Regions from separate parts of the Callithrix jacchus genome. Here region 1 is linked to region 2. A link is a contact called in public Hi-C data. All regions are on one chromosome and are shown on one strand. The core of a region is the stretch at or near the end of the contact, and the rest is flanking DNA. Distances in the headings are between cores, read along the strand shown. Region 1 has its middle 14 kb from the start of CTR9. Region 2 holds the start of LYVE1 (lymphatic vessel endothelial hyaluronan receptor 1).

Evidence for each region. A called contact is a pair of places that touch in the nucleus more often than the background predicts.
Region 1: a contact with region 2 is called in a Hi-C map of induced pluripotent stem cells, with 3 times the contacts expected there. The contact joins the enhancer-like site here to the promoter of LYVE1 in region 2. A contact is called at or near these places in 3 of 3 Hi-C or Micro-C datasets (induced pluripotent stem cells and skeletal muscle).

Annotation. Positions count from the first base shown.
Region 1 is chr10:76,583,646-76,589,705 of calJac240_pri, reverse strand. No RefSeq gene overlaps it. Among named protein-coding and RNA genes, the nearest start is that of CTR9, 14 kb to the left of the region's middle. Within about 2 kb of position 2,360, at least 3 of the 16 cell types and tissues checked have an H3K27ac peak or open chromatin away from gene starts, as enhancers often do.
Region 2 is chr10:76,414,530-76,420,158 of calJac240_pri, reverse strand. It overlaps LYVE1 (lymphatic vessel endothelial hyaluronan receptor 1), which reads left to right and starts at 2,403. Exons shown (of 7, transcript XM_009007660.6): 1 at 2,403-2,627. The coding sequence starts at 2,531.

The sequences.
Region 1 (6,060 bases), core at 1,111-3,610, 170 kb before region 2:
GCCTCCCGAGTAGCTGGGATTACAGGTGCCCGCCACCATGCCCAGCTAATTTGTATTTTTAGTAGAGATGGGGTTTCACTATGTTGGCCAGGCTGGTCTTGAACTCTTGACCTCATGATCTGCCCACCTCAGCCTCCCAAAATGCTGGGATTACAGGCGTGAGCCACTGCGCTCAGCCTCAAAATATGTTTTGATATAAGGCTAGACCTAGAAGTGGACATACTTTAGATGTGGCAAATGGAGAATATTTTGCTAACTAGGTGACATGTAGGCTGACATTTGAAGAATAAGAAGTAACCAGCTTCATGGAGATGAGGCAGGAGCATTTCAGGTAGAGGAAGCTGCATGTGCAATAGCTGGAGGCAGAAAGCAGCCTGGCTTGCATACAGGAGGTTAAACGAAAAAATAAAAAGGGCAGTGGTGAGCACATTAAACAAGGGAGAGAAGGATATGAAATGGGATGGGAAAGCTAGGCCAGATTTTGTAGGACTTTGTAGACCATGGTGAGGAGCTTGGTTTTGTCTTAAGCACAAAGGGAAGCCTTTAATGAATTTGAAGCAGGAAACTGACATGCTCCAATTTCCCAGAGGATGACCTCATCACTCCGTCTGTTATGAGGAGGGGACAGCTGTGGGACTTTAAAAAATATCATTGGCTAGGTGCAGTGGCTCACACCCACAATTCTAGCACTCTGGGAGGCTGAGGCAGGAGGATCATCTGAGCTCAGGAGTTCAGAACAGTCTGGACAACATAACAAGACCTTGTCTCCACTAAAAAACATTGTATGTGTGTTTAAAATAGTTGAGCTTATCTATATTATAAAGTCTCAGCAAGTGACACCTTTTGCTGAGATGGGGAAGACAGGTTTGGCAGTGACTATGCCAGGATTAAATCAGGGTTGAGATGTTAAGTTTGAGAGATCTGAGAAATCGAAAAGCAGAGAGCAGAGGAAGTTCTTTGATATGTGTGGATCTGGACCCAGAAAGAGGGGTCTAGGTTAATACACCAACCCAAATAGAAATGTTATTCAGAATCATAGGAATGAGGGAGATGGTGGAGGAGAAGGAGAGTTGGAGAGAGAAGAAAAGAGGGTCCAGGCCCAGGCCTAGGGGAGCATCAGTATTTAGAGATGTGTGGAGAAGAAGGAGCCTTCAGGACACTGGCGAGCTGCGTGGCAGGGAGAGCAGGAGGGCACGATCTCAAAACCCTATTCCTTTTTTTGTTTTTAATTTCTCTTTCTTTCTTTCTTTCTTTCTTTTTTGAGACAGAGTGTCCCTGTGTCACCCAGTGATGCAATCTTGGGAATAGATGAGAATTCCCAAGTGGTTACCCAGTGACCTCCCTGTCTTGGGTTCAAGCAATTCCCTGGCCTCAGTCTCCTGAGTAGCTGGGACTGCGGGTGCTTGCCACCATGCCCAGCTAATTTTTGTATGGGCGGGGGTAGAGACGAGGTTTCACCACATTGGCTAGGCTGGTCTCGAACTCCTGACCTCAGGTGATCTGCCTGCCTTGGCCTCCCAAGGTATTGGGATTACAGACGTGGGCCACTGCCTTACAACCCCACTTCTCGACCCTTCCATGGCTCCCACAGCACTTGGAATAAAGTCCAGACTCCTTTCCATTTTCATCAAGACCCTGCCCTCTCTGGCCACCCTCCAGCTATAGCTACTCCCCACCTCTGTCACCTTTTCTGGGGTCTTCTTGCCCCTCTGCCTGGAAGACCCGCCCCAAAACCCCTTATCCCTTTGGTGTGACTCGTATTCATGCTCGAGTTGCCTCCTTATCATCCCCGAAGCTTCCCCTCATCTTAGTCTATCCCAGCATCTTACTGAGTTCCTTTATCATGATTCACGACTATATATTTGTGTACACAGAGCAGTAAGCACCATTCGGGCAGGGATAATTTCTTTTTGTATCCTTAGTACCAACCCAGTGTCTAGCAAACAGTAGGGGTGCAATAAACATATGACTCATGAATGAATGAGTCAGTCCTTTTAATCTTCACCCTGGTCCTGTGAGGTAGCGGTTATAACCTCTGTTTTGCTTTTTTTTTTTAAAAAAAAAAAAATGGAGGACATGAGACTCAGAACGACTAGGTGACTTTTCACAGGTTGCAGCATACTGAGGAGTGATGGGTGGGTGAAAATATTGGTGAACCTGTTCCAGTCTCCAGACGGCAGAAGAACATGAAAAGCTTGGCCAAAAGCCCAGGTGTTCTTGGTGGCTGGCGAGCCCCGGGCTGTGTAGGCAAGAACCCAGCAGAGGGCAGTAGAGGGCTGCGCTGGACTGGGATCTGCCGGAGGGAGCGGGATCTGCCGGTTGGAGCGGGCCCTGGGCGGAGCAAGGGGTGGGCGGCCAGGTACTGGGCTGGGACTTGGGAAGATGACCTTGTTTTGTCTAGTCCTTTGTAGGACTCTAGAGTGCGCTGTTGGAGCGCTTGAGGCAATGTTCCTATGTGTGTTTACACCTGCCGATCCTCACCACAGAGTAGAAGGAAGCCATCTTTCTTACCGTGGGGCCCTTGTTGGAAAGGTCACCAAGTCTCTCCAAGGAGATGGGAGGAGAGGCCAGAGGACAGGGTGGGGGTGACAGAGGGCCCTGAGGTGGAATGGTGAGTACAGATGTGCAACTGGGATTTTTGGCCTTGGCTGCGAGGGCACAAACGTCCTAGGGTGGCATCCAGCAGTTAGCGCCAGGCAGGGGGCTGGGAAGACCCTAAGGGAGACAGCAGGGTGGGGGAAATAGGAGGTCATTACTACCTCAGGGACATACATTGTCAAAAATGACTTTCTAGGTTTCTTATTCGCTCTGAATGGAGTTCCTTTCTCTCCTCCTTTTTTGTTAGGAAAGTTGTTAAAATTTCCACCCTGCCATCTATGCTTAGGGGAAAAGAGATTTTGCTCATGAACTGGGGTGAGGGTGGGGGATGGGGGAGCCCCTTGGGGGCCAGCAAGGTGGCAGCAGCAGAGTCAGGATAGAAGGAAGGTCCCAACAAGAATGATATAATGGACTTTGGGGACTGGTGGGAGTGGGGGGGAAGGTTGGGAGGGAGTGGGGGATAAAAGACTACATATTAGGTGCAGTGTCACTGCTGGGGTGATGGGTGCACTAAAATCTCAGAAATCACCACTAAAGAATTTATCCATGGAACCAAAAACCACCTGTACCTCAAACCACCTGTACCTCAACTTCAATATTAGATAGATCAACGAGACAGAAAATTAATAAGGATATCCATGACTTGAACTCAGATCTGGAACAAGTAAACTTAATAAACATTTATAGAACTCTCCACTTTAAATACACAAAATATACACTCTTATCAGTACCACATCACACCTACTCACAGGTTTAAATGAAATATTGGTTGGCCATTATTAAGCACAATTATTGGCATAAAAGAAATTTTCAATACCCATTTTTAGACTGCATTCTAGCCTGGGCAATAAAGCAACACTCCCGTTCTCTCTCCCTCTTCTTGTTCCTCTTTCTTCCTCTTCTTCATTCCTTTTTTCTTTCTTTCTTTCTAAAAAAATTAAAAAAAAATTTTTTTTTTAACGAATGGAAGGCCGCAAATGGAATCCACACTTAGTTCAGCATATGGTTTTTCAAGTAATACAAACATACATACACACTTCACCATATATGCAATCACACACAACATACATATACACACACACTTCACTCACAGGCTCACAGTCACATTACATGCACAATACACTCTCATACCCATCAGCACACACCTCACACACTGACGCATCACACGTACACACTGACACACTCAACATGATACACCGACTCTCACCCGGATGAAGGGTCTTTGGGGTGAATATTATGGTTGCCTCTGCAGTTGCCATTGCAGGTTCCCCCTTTCTGCACCCCCACCCCATTGTGTAAAGCAGCCATGTGGTTTAAGTCTAGGATCAAACCAACTCTTAGTTTCAGGGGTCAGTTCCAATTGGCCTAAACCCATCAATATAATCCTAGCTCCCTTAGCATTCCCTTGGCCACTGTGATTTTTTTTAGGGGTGGGCATACAACCACACTGATCCCCAGACGTGAGTGGCCCTGGACTCTTTTGGCTGCCATGTGCTACCTCAAGGAAAGGCTGGTTTAGAAAAAGCCCACTGGGAGGCAGGGGTGAGAAACTTTCAGACAAGCAGAGATGCAGCCCCCAAAAAGCTGGGAGCCTCTCAACAGCCTGTGCCAGAGGCCCACATGCCCTCTAAACTTCAGATTTTGTGAACCAAGAGGAGGTTGTTTTGGTCATTTAAGGCATTCGAGTTTGATTTTCTTTTTTCTTTCTTTCTTGCTTGCTTGCTTTCCTTTCTTCTCTTTTTTCTTCTTTCTTCTCTTTCTCTCTCTCCCTTTTTCTCTCTCTCCCTTTTTCTCTTTCTCTATCTTTTTCCCTTTCTTTCTCCCTTCCTTTTCCCTCCCACCCTCCCTCCTTCCCTTCCTTCCTTTCTTCCTTCTTTCCCGCTGTGTCACCCATACTGGGATGCAGTGGTATGATCATAGCTCACTATAGGCTCAAACTCATGGGCTCAAGCAATTCTCCCACCTCAGCCTCCTGAATAGCTAGGATTACAGGCAGGGGCCACTGCACCTGGCAATTTTCTATTTATATCTGAAAACCTCAGAATGGATCAACTGCTCCCAGAACTTTTTTATGGGAAAGCCTGGGAGGGGTCCAGCCTCCTCTTTAGGGAAGACTGCTCTTTCCTCCCCCTCCTTCCTCAAAGTAACCACAATGCACCTGACACAGTTCTTAGAGCCTTACGTATATAACAGAGAAGAAGAAAATAGTGTTTAAAACCATGGCCCACTGTAGCTGCTTTGCCTTAAAAAGGAAAGTGACACAATTGAAATCTGTAACAAATCTCTAAATGGATCTTGTTCCTTGCAGAGGCCAAGATGAGATTCCAGCTAATGTTTGGAAATCTCAAAGAGCAGGAAACTTTGGCTGACATGGTAGCACTCAGGGCACAGCATTATTTTACATATAAATATATAATTATATGTAAAATGTACTCAAATATATCAGCATATATTATATATATTTAAATGTATTCGTTTAATAAGTGAATTAAGCACCCTAAGAAGTAAGCATTGCTTTCGCCATTTTATAGATTATGAATGAGGCTCAGAGACGGAATCATCCACTCAGCTACAAAGGAGTGGACCTGGGCTTCCAAGCCAGGGCTCCTTGGCTCTGAAGTTTGTGGTTGCCCTTCTAGAACAGACTGCCACTTGCCACACCCATCACTGCCTCCTGCACATGATTTGGTCCGGGTGGGCTTCACGTAAAGGGACATGGTTAAGAGGTACAAGGCAAGTTTTATTTGCATGTTTACTTAACTTTTCATGTTTATTTAAACTTTCATGGGAGTGTTGGAAGGGGAATGGGTAGAATAGAGAAACTCTTTTTTTTTTTTTTTGAGACAGTCTTGCTTGCTGCCCAGGCTGGAGTGCAGTGGCACAATCTCAGCTCACCACAACCTTCCCCTCCAGGGTTCAAGCAATTCTTGGTCCTCATCCTCCCTAGTAGCTGAGACTATAGGCACACTTGACCACACCCAACTAATTTTTGTATTTTTAGTAGAGAGGGGGTTTCATCATGTTGGCCAGGCTGGTCTCGAACTCCTGGGCTAAAGTCATCTGCCCACCTCAGCGTCCCAAAGTGCTGGGATTACAGGCTTGAGCCCCTGTGCCTGGCAGAGAAACTCGTGTACCAGGATTCTGATTATGGTAGGAAAGAGAAGCCCATTGGGCCTGGAAAGTCACTCTGCCAGGGAGGCAGTGTGACATAGTGCTGGGCACACAGGCTCATAGCCCAGCTAGACTGAGTTCAAGTCCTGAGTCTATGATGTATTGACCGTGATCTCAGACAAGTTAGTCAATCTACTGAGGCTTAAGTTTCATCTCTAAAAATGAGACCTACCTCCTAGGGTATTTCAGTAAATCAAACCAAAAAAACCACAAGTAAAGCATTTAGCATAGTGCCTAGCATCCCCAAAATGACAGCTGTTATCATACACATTAAAATACATAGTGCTCAGC
Region 2 (5,629 bases), core at 1,154-3,653:
AGAAACAAGAAATAATTCTTGAAAATTATGACTGGGAAAGGAGTTGGGGTATGATTATTGGCACATGGAATTTACAAAGAAACACAAGCCAGGACTAAAAACCCCTTTGGTTGTTCAAGTGAGGAAACAGCTTTTGGGAGGAAAGAAAATATGTCTAAGAGATACCTGCACCTTCACGTTTATTGCAGCACTGTTCACAATCGCCAAGATATGGTATTAACATGTGTCCAACAACAGATGAGTGATAAAGAAAATGTGCTGTACATACACAATGGAATAGTATTCAGCCATAAAAAATGAAATCCTGTCATTCACAGCAACATAGGTTGAACTGGAGGCCATTATGTGAAGTAAAATAAGTCATGAACAGAACATTAACACCACATGTTCCAATTCGTGGAAGCTAACAAAAGATCTCATGGAAGTAAAAAACAGAGTAGAGGATACTAGTGTCTGGAAAGGGAAGAGAGAAGGGAAAGAGTGAGATTTGTTAAAGGATATATTGTTAGGAGGAACAAGTTGTGGTGTTTTATGGCACATAGAATGACTATAGATAACAACCACATATATTTTCAAATAGCTGGAAGAGAAGATACTGAACACTCCCAACACAAAGGATAAATATTTGAGATGATGGATATGCTAATTACCCTGATCTGATCACTACACCTTGTATGTATGGAAATATCATAATGTACATGTGGAGAATTACATGTTGATTAAAGACAACTTTTAAAAAAATAAGAAAACTTCTGGGATCTTAGCTTTCACCTGCAGGAAGCAGACTGCAAAAGCTGTGCTAGTCCCAAGGAGGGCATACTCCCTACTATCCACTTCAAATGTGGACAAGGAAGGTTATATACAAATGAGTCTCCCAAAGGGATACAAAGGGTCACAGAAAACAGGGGATGTGAGAGTCTCTCTGAGAAAGCAGATCAGAATCAAATCAAGAAGCTGTGAAATGATCAATGAGTACTGTTTTAAGCCACTACGTCTATGGCAATTTGTTGGACAGCAATAGAGAGCTGGTACAGCAGCCTTTCGAAGGTCTCTTTGTTGGTATTCCAGAAATTCTATGGCTGGTGATCGCTGTGACTCTCGTTTTCCCCCTTTACACAAGGCCTTGCCTTTCATGATTCGTTTTTCCCCTTCCTGTCTTCCTTCACTCTTTTTGTAATAATTGAACAAATGCTAGAAAACTAGCTCTCTTTCAGCCATGGTGTTAGTCTTTAAGAATAATGATGACGAGGCTGGGACTCTGCCTGTCTGTCTTCCTGGTACCTTGATGATAGAGTCATGAATGTTTCTGAGGAACTAGGGCTTGTCTCACCCTAGTAATGAGGTCTATATTGGAGACATGTAAAGGCTGTTTCCCTGGTCTCTTAGAAGTTCCCTGCATTTGTTCAGAGCAGATTCTCTTTTTGTTATTGATATTTTCTACACAGACATCTAACTTTATGACCAGTACTACTTATGTAAAAAAAACAAAAACCACTTGTTATCCATATATTTTTCCTATAAAAGACATTCATTTTAGAAAAATCTCATAAGCCTTCGCTCAAGACATTGCTCACAAGGCAGAACTCCATAATGACCATGAAGCACACGCCCCTGAATAGCCAGCTGGAAAAACATAGAGTGCACGCTGCTGAGGAAAAACAGATAAACCTCACATTCATCGAACAAGAAAGGTGGAGCGTGAACTGAATTCTGGCCTATCAGAATATTAAAGAAGTTATTAAGAGAAAGTTATTTTATAAAGGACCCCCGGAATGATTACTGTCGTAAAGTTAAAAATCCTTGTGTAAAGTGTAAAATGTTTAATTTTGTTAATTGCCCTCCTAGGTGTGTTATGTAAATGTGAATGTTTATATGTGCCTAGTTTCTTTGAAAGATAAATCACTGTAGTGGTGTAGAGATTTCAAATGCATAAAAGGGATGCGAAGGAAGGCATGAAGGTTCTAGACTCCGTGTTTAAATGGACATTTACTTCCATGAGCTTCAGCTTCATACCCTGCAGATCACAAGGCCAAGCAGCTGGGTGGAAAAATCGCTGATTGTGGGAGGAAAAGAGGCACAACCTATACTCAGTCTCCTTTGGGGACAAAGACATTTCTAGGTATGCATAAATGATGGACTCCACAGGCAAAAGCAGTGAATGGTGTGAGAACTGAGCTGCTGGGGGAGGGGGAATGGCAGAGAATACGGGAATTGGGAGAACCTTTAGCAGTTCACATTGTGCTATCTGCCTTCCTCATTTGTGTGTTTTCTGAGTCAGCATTAGCTAAATTTTCCAGAGGGCCATCCACAAAGTACAGCCTGGGCGTTCAAGAGACGTCACTCATTTCCCCCAGTGACCTTGACAAGTCAGAAGCTTGAAAGCAGGGAAATCCGGATGTCTCAGTTATGAAGTGGAGCAGTGAGTGAGAGCCTCAACATAGTTCCAGAACTCTCCATCCAGACTAGTGATTGAGCATCTGCCTCTCATACCACTGGTGGCCATCTGAGGTGCTTCCCTGACTCTGAAGGCATGGTAGGCACGATGGCCAGGTGCTTCAGCCTGCTGTTGCTTCTTGCTTCCATCTGGACCACGAAGCTCCTGGTCCAAGGCTCTTTGCATACAGAAGGTAGGTTTCTTACCAGATTTCTAAACTGAAGCAAAGTAAGATCTTGCAAAATGTCCTAAGCCTCCTAAGCTGTTGATGATGGATTTCTGGGAATGAGGGTGACCCTCAATGTCAACAGCAGGTCTAACTGGTGGTATTGCTCTGCCAAAAATATTACACCATATTGTCAACTTCACAAAAATAATTGACATTTACCTTTGTATCATCTCAACTTTTATTTTTGGTTATGGAATATTTTTAATGAGAACATTTTGAAATACAATCCTGAAGCGGAATCATTTGATTTTTAGTCTTTTTTGTGTGGGTGGTGCTTAAATTTTTTTGTAGCAACAGGATCTCCCTTTGTTGCCCAGGCTGGTCTTGAACTCCTGGCTTCAAGTGATCTTCCTGCCTCAGCCTACCAAAGTACTGGAATTATAGGCATGAGCCATTGCATCCAGAAGTAATAATTTTTTTTAAGTATTTCATTGAAGAAGCAAACTGCGATTGTAAAAAATTTAAAGCAATCCCTAAGCTTGGGAATAACGGGTACCTTTTACTAAAATTGGCCTATTTTTATGTTTTTGAGAGTGTTAGCATAATTATTTTAATTTTAGTTTTATCATACCATGAATGAAATGCAATGTTTTAAAAAATATTCAGCAAATAGTAAGTTAACTGAAAAAAAAGTCTGTAAAAATATAAGTTTGAAAAGTAAGCCATCGGTTGTCTACTAAAGGAATGACTTAAAGTGATTGCTGGGCTTTTGAGATGCCTAAGTGAAAACCTCATTCCACACTGTAGGCAAAACACTGTAACCACAAATCACTCATTGCAGCTCTGGGCAAATGAAAATCTGAGCACTTTAAAAGGAAAATGTGCGTTCCCATGCTGGAAGATGACCTGAGATCTAAAATACGCTAGAAACAGACATTCAGAGTTGATTTATATATTGTTGCATTAAATTTTATAAGGGAGGTCAGAGTTATATGATTAGTTTTTAAAAATACTGTTACTTTTAAATAAGTTTGGTCCTCTTTCAAATCCTCTGGGAACACTGTTTTTCCCCACAATGCTGCCATTATTCAAACTATTGGACACTTTGAAAATGACTCCATCCTCAGGAGGCTGAGGCAGGAGAGTTGCCTGAAACCAGGAGGCGGAGGTTGTGGTGAGCCGAGATTGCACCATTGCACTCCAGCCTGGGTAACAAGAGCGAAACTCCGTCTCAAAAAGAAAAAATGAAAATGACTCCATCACACTCTAGACCATCCTCAGCAAGGGAAAAAATTTCCTAAGGAAATTACATTTTTGAAAACAACCAAAAGTCATGATAACCGTTCCTGCAGAACAAGGTAGCTGATGAGGGTAAGTGAATGGGGATAGGAACCATTTTTGAGGGCCAATTATATAGCAGTCCAAAGCTACGTGTGTACACACAACTTCATTTAATCCTCTCAAGAAGACCGTTTATAGATGAAGTGACTTGCCCAATGTCATGCAGGTCATACATAATAAATATTGGGTTTGAATTCAGCTCTATCTGATTCCTAAGCACATGCTATTATCTAATACCATATCCCTATATCTAATTCCTAAGCATATACTATTTCTACTATGTTTGCTGTTTCCTGAGAAATCTTAAGAAAGGAATTACTAGAGTACCCCTTAGATTCCAGCTTCCTCATTTGATCCCTAAATGAAATAGGAAAGCATAAAATGACTAATGCTGTTGACTTCCTACTGGGGCCCGCCTCTGCTAGGTACAAGTTATCTAATTTAATTCTGATAAAAATCATGTGAAGTAGACATATCTGTCCCCATTTTTCAGATGAGAATGCTGACTTGCCTGATGTCCCAGCAGCCAGTTAACAATAGAAAAAATATTCAAAGCTAAGTCTGTTCACCTAGAGTATGTCTATCATTGCTCTAAATAATAGCATCTAGAGTACAAATGAAATATGAGAGGGCAATAAGACCACTTGATAGTGTGACAAATAAACCTCTGCAATCTATTCCCAAAGAAGTAGCCTGAGAGACTTGAGTAACAGCAACCTCATGAGCTAAAGGAGCCAAATTTCAGGGTAAATTGTGTGTTCAGAGTGTTCAGCCTGGTGTGTGTGTGTGTGTGTGTGTGTGTGTGTGTGTGTTCATTTCCTTATAGCACTGTGAAAGGTAGAACAGTGTCATAGTTAAGAACTGGGGGCCAGGTTGGGTGCTGTGGCTCACACCTGTAATCCCAGGACTTTGGGAGGCCAAGGAGAGTGGATCACCTGAGGTCAGGAGTTCGAGACCAGCCTGGCCAACATGGTGAAACCCCATCTCTACAAAAAATACAAAAATTAGGCAGGCATGGTGTCTTGCATCTGTACTCCCAGCTGCTCAGGAGGCTAAGGCATGAGAGTTGCTTGAACTTGGAAGGCAGAGGTTGCACTGAGCCGAAATCATGCCACTGCATACCAGCCTGTGTGATAGAACGAGACTGTCTCAAAAAAGAAAAGACAAGACAAAAAGAACTGAGGTTCTTACTTGGCCATAGTGGTGCACACCTGTAGTTCCAGCTACTCAGGGAGGCTGAGGTAGGAAGATTGCTTGAGCCCAGGAGTTTATGACCAGCCTGAGCAACATAGCAAGATCCACCTCTTGGGAGAGAAGAAGGAAAAAAAAGGAACTGAGGTTTTAGAATCAGGCATGATTGAGTGTGTGCTCCTAATCTGCCACCACAGCAAGATTCACGTGGAGGACTTAGAAACTTGTCTGCAAAAAGAAACTTCCATTAGATATCAATCTGGAAAGTGCTCAAAGCTTTTGACTAAACATTCAATACACAGAGCTGTGTACAAGCAATTACTTGAGAGATTTAAATGTCCTGTTACGGATGTTCATGAATGAAGCTCAGTAGGAATCATGTACTTGAATACAGTACAGCTGGACAATTTCATACAGGTCTATACATCACTGAACACAGAGAAAAGGATTCAAAAGAATTCCCAAATCCATTAACTTTTGAGTAGAAATATCAT